2 separate regions of the Zea mays genome follow, and region 1 is linked to region 2. Evidence: chromatin contacts called from public Hi-C data. All regions are on one chromosome and are shown on one strand. Each heading gives the region's core, a stretch centred on a gene start, on an enhancer-like site or on the middle of the called end of the contact. The rest is flanking DNA. Distances are from core to core; before and after follow the strand shown.

Region 1 (4,944 bases), core at 1,750-4,249, 880 kb after region 2:
GTTCTGTCATTCCCATTCCGAACTCTTGTGTGTTTTCATTCCCATTCCCATGCGCCCTGTGTGTTTTCATTCCCATTCCCAACTGTGTCCTGACCCGTTCTCATTCCCACGTGCATCCCACGCCTAGCTAAAATTAAATTAAAAAAACACAAATGTGGCCCTAATGGAATTCGAACCCACGACCTCTCAAGTAAATATGCTCGTAGCTACCACTACACCACATGTGTGTTTATGTTAATATTTGTTACAGTAAAAATATCTACTACATCTCTCCCAAAGCCCACCTGCTACCCTTACACAATGTGTATTAGTAGATAATTATCAACGAGATTCCCGAATTATATTTTTGGATGGAGAGAGTAGTATTTAAAGAAGAGCCTTGCATGCAACTTCTTTTGTTTGAATAAGTTTTCAACTTAAATTCCTTTTTTATATGTGTGACATTTATTCTCCGTAATATTTTGTCCATGGATCTGACTTGTGAGTCATTTTTATAAACTAACGCCAAAGATGAATCCATGTTTCTTACTTGGAAACCCCGAACAAACACCACTGACAGGAGGCGCTCGCGTTGGCGTCGCTCATCGACGATGAGAAGAAGCTTGGCAACTGCCAGTTCGACCTCTGGAAGCTGTCCTACTTGGCCGCATGCGTCGCTATGTTCGGCAAGCTCCGGCGCAGCCGTCGCTTGGACGCGGTCCAGAGCGGCTACACCGCTGTCCATATTCAAACGAGGGACCTCATAGTCGTTGCCAACGCCGGCGACTCTCGGGTTGTTCTGGGCACCGCATCCGACGACGGCGCCGTCACGCCATCTAGCTCATCATCCATCTGAAGCTCAACCGGCCACGTAAGTCGCTACTGACCGACCATAAATTCTTGTGCGCTGGGACGTCGGTTGTTGTTGATGTTGTGTGAGTGTCCTCGAACAAGATGTATGTAGAGGAGTAGCACATCTGGAGGTGCAACGGCTAGGTGTACTACCTCGCTGATGAGCCCGGGGTGCACTTCGTTTAGCAGCCCAGCCAAAAGTCATCGGTACTCGCCATGTCACGCACGTTCGACGACTACTATATCAAAAACTGTGGCGTCATCTTAGCGACAGAGGTGACGCAGAGGAGGACCGACAACAATGACCACTTGCCATCGCCGAGGTAGCTTTTGTGCTGGCCTGCCTTTAATTCTCTTCGCAAACGCACACACTTGCCTTTTTATTTAAGCAAACATGTATGGTTGTGCGTGCCTGATGACTGACGATGTACGAGAGAACTTCTACCGATAGGTGTGGCACGTGCTCTCCAATGATGAGACCATGCAAATCATGGTATATATCGAAGTCTGTATGATACTGATGGTTGTAATGTAGTAGTGAAACAGTTAAATTAAAATAACAAAATTTATATATGGCTAGGATCACAAATGAATTATGAAACATTTTCTTATAACAATATAAGACACATTATATATATAAGTTATCATGGTATTGTGTGTTTCCGTTGCAACGCACGGGGCACTCATCTAGTAAGATAAAAGCATACAATAGATTATATTGGGTTTTGGGATGCTTCCTTTGTCATGAGCATTCTCCTTTTTTGCTTTTCGTGTCACAATGCTTGGTAAACAAGATTAATCCTCTAATTGTATAGTTATTATCACCAAAACCCACAATTTGGGCTTGCTTGCAGTTACACATTGCCTTCTGGTTATCGTCTTGTAGGCCTTGTTGAAGATGCCATGTAAATTATACATCGTTTAACTTCTTTAAATATATATAGTTTCTAATTGTGTATCTATACATAATACATATCTAATAGTACCTCTCAAAACTAAATCTCCAAAGAAAACAAAGCTCCAAGTTACAGAGACAGTGCACTCCCTTTAGGCTGGGTGCAACGCGAGTCGGTAGCGACTCCTACCTTATGGTCGACCACAGTGTTTGACTGTCCGAACCGGTTGATACCGTCTACGTTGGAGTCGAACCGGTTGGTATCGATTGGTCAGTATCAACCATTGCATTGGACTAATCGATCGGTGACGACCGACTTTAGTGATCGGTGGCATGTTTTGATTGGTCCACGCGTGCGCCACGACAGTTAACTATTTTTTTACTTTATCAAGTCCAAAAACTCGGAAAAAACTCAATAAAAATTGTGAATCTAATATATAAACTATATTATTTATGAATTATAATATTTATGTTTATGTTTTGTAACTTTATTTTTAAATTATATATTTTATTATTATGCTTGAGTTATATAATTTTTAATTGTTGTTGTGAATTATGCAATTTTCGCTTGATTACATAATTAGATGTATTTGAATTTTATTAAAATTTAGTGTTTAATGTCAACTAAAAGTCTGTAAAATAAAGCTAATCCAGCGATTGAGTAACTATAGACTGATGATAAAAATTATGCACTAGAGCGTTATAGATAAAAAAACTGATAATATGAACTATATAGACCGCCTTTAGCTGATATGGCGATAGGCCTGCCAGCCATATGCCTCACATACCTTTTTTATTCTCTTCTGGTTTCCTTGATCTCCGTCGTTCTTATTTCTCATGCGTCCGTGCGCATGTCTGCTCGGCCATTTCGAGGAGCCTGCTCTCGGCCGCTCCTCGGAGCAGCGGGCGCGGCAACCCTGCCAACCCGCGCGTTCGCAGCAGCTCCGCCTGTGGCCCGCGATGTCAGCGACCGGGGGAGGAATTTGAAAAAACTGGGGCAGTTTGTTTTCATCTTATTCCTCTGTACAACCGTTTTAAAGCGGGTTTTGTTTACCTTATTTTATCTGTTGTACAGGTGTTTGGAACGGATGAAGTACAAAATTAGGCGATTGTCGTGTGTATTCTACGAAAACGAAACAGCTCGATTACATGCCAAAACACAAGATCAGCAACAATCTTAGAGCAGTCTGGTTGCTGTGTCGTTCGGATTATCAGGTCAGGTCTCTATCAACACCTGCGGAGGACCGTGGCTCGTAGCCTCCGCACTGCTCAGACAATATGTAATGGACTTGTGCTCTAAAAACTCATAGGCGATTGTTCGCGTCTGTTTGTGGTCCCAAAGCAGCTATGGCCTCTGGCCGCTTGCCCCCTGCACTCGCTGTAGCTAGCCCCCACCCCACCGCGCTCTCCCGCGCCGGTCTGGCCGCGCGCGTCTTTGCTGCTCTTGTCAAACACGTCTTCAATCCGCTGCCCCCTGCCCTGGTAAAAAAAGAGGAAGAAGGAGACGCTGATGCTAACCGCCGCACTACTCTACTGGTGCGTCTGCTGCGCATGCGCGGGTAAATACGATCGGTATCGAGGGGGGATACTTTGGTCGCTCTCTGCACATATACATATACCATGAACTTGTACAAGACGATCCCACACCCACATACATGAACTGTCATATGCATGATGGTTTACAGAGCAACAGATGCTACCCGGCGTACAAACACGCAAGCAGTTCCAGATCGACGAGGCATGGCACTACTGGCGGGTCACAGCGACTCTGAACCGATCACTCACCACGACTCCGAACCGGACCAACGGCACGCCCGGCCATGGCCCGTGGCCGTGCTCTCAGAAGAAGCCGCGGCGGCGCGGCGGGGGCAGCAAGAGGGCGACGAGCATCAAGGCGGCGACGGCGACGAGGGCCAACGCCACGAGGATGCTCTCGTCGACGGTGAGCAGGCACACCTTCCCCATGGACGGACTCGCAGCCTGGGGAATGGCGGTGCAGAGGGGCCTTCAGCTGCAAGCGGGCAAGCTCAAGAGCGATGCCTGGATGCGCGTCCTTGTCCTTGTTATAGTTGTTGAAGTATCTCCGTCTCTCTGGGTCAACTGCTCTTCGAAAGCACTTCTTTTTTTTTTCCTTTGAAGCGTTGCGATGACATGCACCAAACAAGCGTCAGTCAGTATATTGACTAGTTGGTACAACGGCTGCAAGTAATGTAATGTACACTGGGAGTGGGACGTGAATTGTGAGCTACGAGTCTACGACCACGCAGCAAGTCCTCGGTCTTGTTAGCATAAGCTTCAAGGTTCTGGTTCAATACTTCACAGAATCATGAGTTCGGTGATGGCTGCAGATATGTCAAATAATAGATTGACCCTGAGTATGAACATCCGCACCCTTTTTTTTTAATGAAGTGGACAAATTTTGATAACACTGCCATATGCTTATATGCACGAGCGAGTGTTAAACAAAAGCACAATGTCAATGCACTTTTTGGATGGCACTATGTGGCTCGTTTAATAGTTATACTCCCTCCGTTTCTTTTTAGTTGTCGCTGGATAGTTCAATTTTGCACTATCCAGCGACAACTAAAATGAAACGGAGGGAGTATTTACCAGGCGCCTTCAGAGTTCAAACTAAACTAACAGTTTAATTCAATGATAACCGCATCTCAAGTGTCTGGCTCTTCAAATTTTGATCTAAATCGCACAGCAGATTTCGGACGAAAAATTTGCATGCCACAAACAGCGCGGAGCTATAGGCAGGTCGTTCTCGAGGGCCAATTTCTAAAAATGGTAGCCAAAGCAAACGACAACACCAGCGTATCGGTTTTTTGTACAGTCGCTTTACTGTACAAGTCGTGACAGATACAGTGCACAAGGAAAAATCTTCTCGAGGACTAATAACGACCACATGGATATGGGCGGCCATATGGCCAGTCAAATGAGTCATGACGAAACATGAGGACGAAATCTTCGTCTTACCCTATTGACCATTGGTACGATGCCTTCTGCCAACTAGTAGTGGACACGTAAGCAGAGTAGTATATCTGCACAAATTTGCTGTCAAAGGATGTAGAACTCGCAAACTGAAAAACTGAACAAGAGCAAACAGTAATGATCGATAAAATAGCCAGTTATTTGCACAGAACGTTATCACCATTTGTAAAAAGTAAAAACTACACAATAGTACCAAGATTCATGAGTTATGATTTGTTTGCATA
Region 2 (5,458 bases), core at 2,525-5,024:
ATTTATAGCCGTACGCCGTCGTCGAAGTCCCGAGAGCAGCCAGTTGACAGACGCCAGCCTGGCGCACCGGACACTGTCCGGTGCACCACCGGACAGTCCGGTGCTCCCAGACTGCGCAGAGTCTTGGCTGCTCAGCCAAGTCTTTTCCAATTTGGTCTTTTCTTGTTTCTAGCACTTAGACATAATACATTAGTCACCAAAACAACGTACTAAGTCTTAGAAACATACCTTTACTCTTGATTTGCACTTCTTAAGTCTTTGGCACAAATATTACTCAAAGCATTTGTGTGGAGCACTTAATCACCAAAATCTTAATAGTGTCGCTTCGCCTCCAGTCCACCCTCCTGGTAAGCACCTCCGCTCCACCACCAGTAATATCACAACACCACATGACACAGATTCTACTCAAGACTCTACCCATCCATATATCGCTATTCTAACCACTATACTAAATATTTGTTGGTATACTTGCTTGTTTGTATGTTTGCTTATTCATGTTGCATAGTTATCAGAGCGTTTGTGCCGTCTCATGGAGGCCAGATCTGCAAGTCTACGCCAGGCGGTGGAGCCAGAAGCCAGTTCCGCGAGCTCTCCTTCCCCCCTTCGCCGGATAAGCACGGCAAGCTCACTGGATCCCTTTGATGCATAAATTACCTATGTTTCACAACCACAACCCTCAGCCTGTTATTTTATGCATGATATGATTTTGAGACAAGTTATTATGGCCACCCAAGCCGCTTGCCGCAATCAATCCTTGATATATTTGTTACCAATGATTTGAGAAAAGGTGTGAGTTTTCAAAAGAAAATGCTTTTCAAAATGTGTATGATGAAGGGTTTTCACCCTTATCACCTTTTAGTAGGGATGATCAGGGACTCCCTGGTTTAGGGGAGGGCCTAAGGTGAAGGCTCAGCTGGTTTAGGCGTGATCAGAAGGATTGTCCCCTCATATAAGGACCGGTTTGTCATTTTTCACTACATGTACTCTTGATAAGTACAACCACTCGAGACTGTGTGGGCAGTCACTCAATCTGAACTCGTACGGTCCAACCCCAGGGTTATGAAGGCTGGGGAGCATCGGGAGGATGAGGAGGGGGAATGTTTTGTCCGGTTTGGACATGGCGGTGGCCTGACTCCTTCTGGTATAACCGTTAAGGTTAGGACGTGCGAGGAAAGAAAGAGATTCGGATTCGGATCTCATTGATCATGAGATCGCAGAGCCAGACTAGTGGGTAAAGTGTACCCCTCTGCGTAGAGTTCAAACCTATTCGAATAGTCTGTGTCCACAGGAATGGACGGGTCTGGTGTGGTATGGAAATTAGTGTTTTGTTTTAAAAAAAGGTGCGTTTGAGAAAAGTGGTTTTTAAAAGGTCCAGCGTTTGAGCCGTGAGCTATGGTGGACGGGAAGTCCAGTAGCTGATTTTGAAAATGAAAACCAGTGGGAAACTGCTGAGATACCTGGATGGTTTAGTCCAGGGGATTTTGTTCTAATATTGAAAAACTTCCTGCTCCTTTGGGAGGGGATGCGCTTGGAAAAATACAAAATGTTTACAAAACAACCCTGCATAAAATATTGCTGTTTCTGCAAAATATCCTGAGCTCCACATATTCCATGCATTATATCTGATTTCCCCATTCCGCGGGTGAAGGTGGGCTGCTGAGTACGTTTGTACTCACCCTTGCTTATTTGTTGTTTTTCAGAAAAAGGAGATCGGGTAAGAGTTACGACTGTTCCCAACCTTGCCTGTGGCTGTTGGACCGCTGATTTGCTTCGCTGCGTATATCGGGCTGCTTTGGCCCCACTCTGATGATATGTCCTGAGTTGTGGACCAACTCTTAAAGTTGATCACCACCTTTATAAGTTTGTCTCGTTTAAGCAAATCTGTAATCATCTGATGTATAAATGTGTTTACTAGCCTCCTGGGACTAGTAATTGTATCACATTTGAGTCCCAGAGGACCGGGACGCTTCATATTGATAACGTAATGGGTAACAGATAACATTAAATCATGTTTGTTTAAGTCCAACTGTAATCGATACCACACTACAAATGGATACCGCCTTATTCAAATTTGTTACCGCCGATATTCGAGTGTGAATCATTACCATTAGCATTTACGTTATATTTCGTGAACCAAATGACACCTTAGACTTACCTTGTTAACCTTGCATTTTCACCCCACTTGCTGAGCCCCCACCATAAGTGAGCTCACCCTTGCTTAATTTTGATTAGACGTTTGCATATGGAGATTTTGATGGTGAACTCGATGGATGCTAGTCTAGTGATTCCTCGGTCATCTTCCTGTGGAAGGATGCCCATGTTCTATTGTACTTTGATGAATAAAGGTTAAGACATTAAGTCTACTCGAAGTGTAATATGTCAATATAATCTTTATTTACGTTTTTATGCATTGTTTTTTTGATATATTACACTTGTGATGTCAACATATGTGTGGAAATAGATCTTGGCACACATATGTTATGCATTCGGTTTTGCCCTTAAAACCGGGTGTGACAAGTTCTCTCATGAAAATGTGTCGGAAGCCCAAGAGAATTATGACGCGGACTACGATAGAATGGATGGGATGCTTGAATATTTAAGAGGGTATCTGGATTTAGTGTTTCCATGTAATCTTGAGGATCAACTTCCTCTGGTGCATAAAAAGTTCTTCAACGTTCTTAAGGCTACAAAGAGTCGTTGCACAAAAACACAAGAGTTATCATCCTCGCTTTGATGACTCGGCTTATGGTTACTAAGTCTAAGTTTGCATTCTAGAACTGTTGTTATAACGATCTCTTGAACTTGATAAGCAAAGTCCTTATGCTAAATCGCAAGATGCCCAAAGACGTGTATTAGTGCAGGAAATTGCTCGTCTAGGTATGGAATATCAGAAAATTGATGTATGTTTAGATAATTGTATGCTTTTCTAGAAGGATCATGAGAAAGAGAATAAGTGTCTAAAGTGTGGTAAGTCGAGATACATAGATGTTGAAAACGAGGATGGTGAAATGTTGAAATCAATTGTAGCCCATAAGCAACTTCGTTACATGCCTCTTGCATCTCGGGTGAAGCGTTTGTTTCTTTCAAAGCACACGACTAAGCACATGATATGACACAAAGAATGTGAATGGGAGGACCCTCAAGTGATGATGCATCCGTCTGATAGTGATGAGTGGAAGGCTCTAGATGACTTTGATCCAAATTTTGCTAGTGAAGCGAAAAATATTTGAATTGGGTTAGATCAATGCTTACGTTGTGCTCCGTTGCAGCATCAATGCTTACGTTGAGCTTCGTAGCTTCTCTTTTCTAGTTTGCAAGTTGCACATGTTGAAGGTTTGCTTCATTGTCTACTCATGTTGTACTTGAAACTCATTTTCTCAATCCGATGAGGTATTTTGATGATCTTCAGCAAAGTAGGCCTCAACATTTAGGTATGTAGAAAAACTATGAATTTAGAAGAAAAAATGTCTTATGACTTGAATCAGAGAGAGTATATTTTTATAATAAAAAAAATTAGAACTTATTTCCAATGTGAATTCACTTTTCTTAAATACTGAAACGATTGAAAATGTTCTACAATTTCTGCAACGATTTGGAAAAAATAAATAAATCTTGCGTTACAAACCGTATGGTCACGTATTTCGGCTGGACTTTAGTCCTAGGCCCACGGCCACCAGCCCACCACGACGCTCCCAGTTTCACCTTCTCCAGTCCTCTCTGCTGGACTCTCGGCAGATTCCGCTCCAGCGCGCACCGTCGCCCACCGTCGCCTTTCAAAAAGCTAGAGGGTTCCTCGAGAGGGAGAAGCGTACCCGGCAGCTCCGCTCCGTCAGTCCGTCCGCCCCCAAGAATGTCAGACGAGGCCAGGCGCGGGCCCGCGGGCGCCGCGCAGGTGGTGCTTCGGGCCTCCTCCGAGGACCGCAAGCCGGTGGGCTCGGGGTCTCCGCCGCCGGCAGCGACCGCGACTGCGGTTGCGCACAAGATCCAGCTCAAGAGTGCCGACATGAAGGAGGAGATGCGGCAGGAGGCCTTCGAAATTGCTCGCATCGTAAGAACCTTATGCCCTTGCTCTCGCTCTGCCTTCTTCCTGCGCTCGATTTGGTTTCCGTCGCTCCCCTTGTTGACCGGTTCTTCGTTGGGAATGGGATTTGGCCATTTGGGGACTTTTCTGTCGATTCCTTCTCTGTCGGTCAGGCATTCGAGAAGCACAGTATGGAGAAGGACATCGCGGAGTACATAAAGAAGGAGTTCGACAAGAACCACGGCCCCACCTGGCACTGCATCGTCGGCCGCAACTTCGGTAATGCTCTTCTCCCAACCCCTTATGGGAACCCTCCTTAATTAGTACTGAATGATTGCGCAAGTTGTGGTTGGTGTCTAGTCTGATATGCTTGCGTTGTTGGTTATTCTGTGGTCGATTTCGTACGTGCTAGTTCATAGAGGTTCGCACATGATTGATAGAATGGACATTGTAGAACATTGCCATGTTTTCAAGTCGATAAGTCGAGTCGACAAGGTACCGATTTTCAAGTCGATAAGTCAGTCGACTAGTCGTCGACTTGCCAATATAGTGGTATGAAGAAAGGGCAAGTCTTACCTCATTTGAAGCCTGAAATTGAACGAAACTGAAATAAACAGCAAGTCTTACCTCATTTGAAGCCTCAAACTGAACCAAATCAGCCACATAAGTGATAAGCCATAAACTCATAAGTCATAATAGCCATATATTGACATATAGTTCAAATTGGAAATCAAATAGCAAGAAAATATAGTTCAAACCTAAAAGGAAATAAGCTCCATTAGATAGCTAAGATGCTGCTACAACTAGCTAGATACTAGATACCCTAAATATCTCTCAAATCAAGATCATCCAAATCAAGATCAGCCACATAAGTGTTGGGAGGTAGGGTTTATGTTGTATAATGGGCCTTTGGGCTGCTTGGGCCGAACTGGGACACAAGTCGACTGAGAATTTCGAGTCGTTGCCAAGTCACTCGACTTGCCAGAAAAGTCGAGCCGACCTCACCAGTTGAGATCCCAGGGCCAACCCAACGACTAGTCGACGACTTGAAAACAAGGGAACATTGTTTATTCTGTCGATAGAAGCCACATGATTTTTTTTCTAAAAGATATTAAAAAGGAAATGAACTTCGGAAAGTGAAGTTAAATGGTTAAAGATCTACATAAGTTATACTTCAAAAAGAGAATGTTCTAACGATTATGATCTATATACTTAGAGGGTGTTTGAATGCACTAGAGTTAATAGTTAGCTGCTAAAATTAGTTGAAGATATCCAAACCGTCTAGCTACTTTTAGCAAATCCGTTCTCGAATATTTGTCGTCTGCTAGTTCATTTTTGAACTAAAACGCGGCAAATAAAAAAGAACGGAGGGAGTAGTTAGCTAGCTAATTCTACTAGCAATTTTTAGCCAAATAACTATTAGCTCTAGTGCATTCA

Evidence for each region. A called contact is a pair of places that touch in the nucleus more often than the background predicts.
Region 1: a contact with region 2 is called in a Hi-C map of ear, with 4 times the contacts expected there. The contact joins the promoter of LOC103649960 here to the promoter of LOC100194301 in region 2. A contact is called at or near these places in 2 of 25 Hi-C or Micro-C datasets (ear and leaf).

Annotation. Positions count from the first base shown.
Region 1 is chr3:37,363,291-37,368,234 of Zm-B73-REFERENCE-NAM-5.0, forward strand. It overlaps LOC103649960, which reads left to right and starts at 3,000. Exons shown (of 2, transcript XM_008675654.3): 1 at 3,000-3,262; 2 at 3,412-4,140. The coding sequence starts at 3,420. The coding sequence ends at 3,863.
Region 2 is chr3:36,483,842-36,489,299 of Zm-B73-REFERENCE-NAM-5.0, forward strand. LOC100194301 reads left to right here and starts at 3,775. Exons shown (of 3, transcript NM_001139339.1): 1 at 3,775-4,048; 2 at 4,195-4,300. The coding sequence starts at 3,851.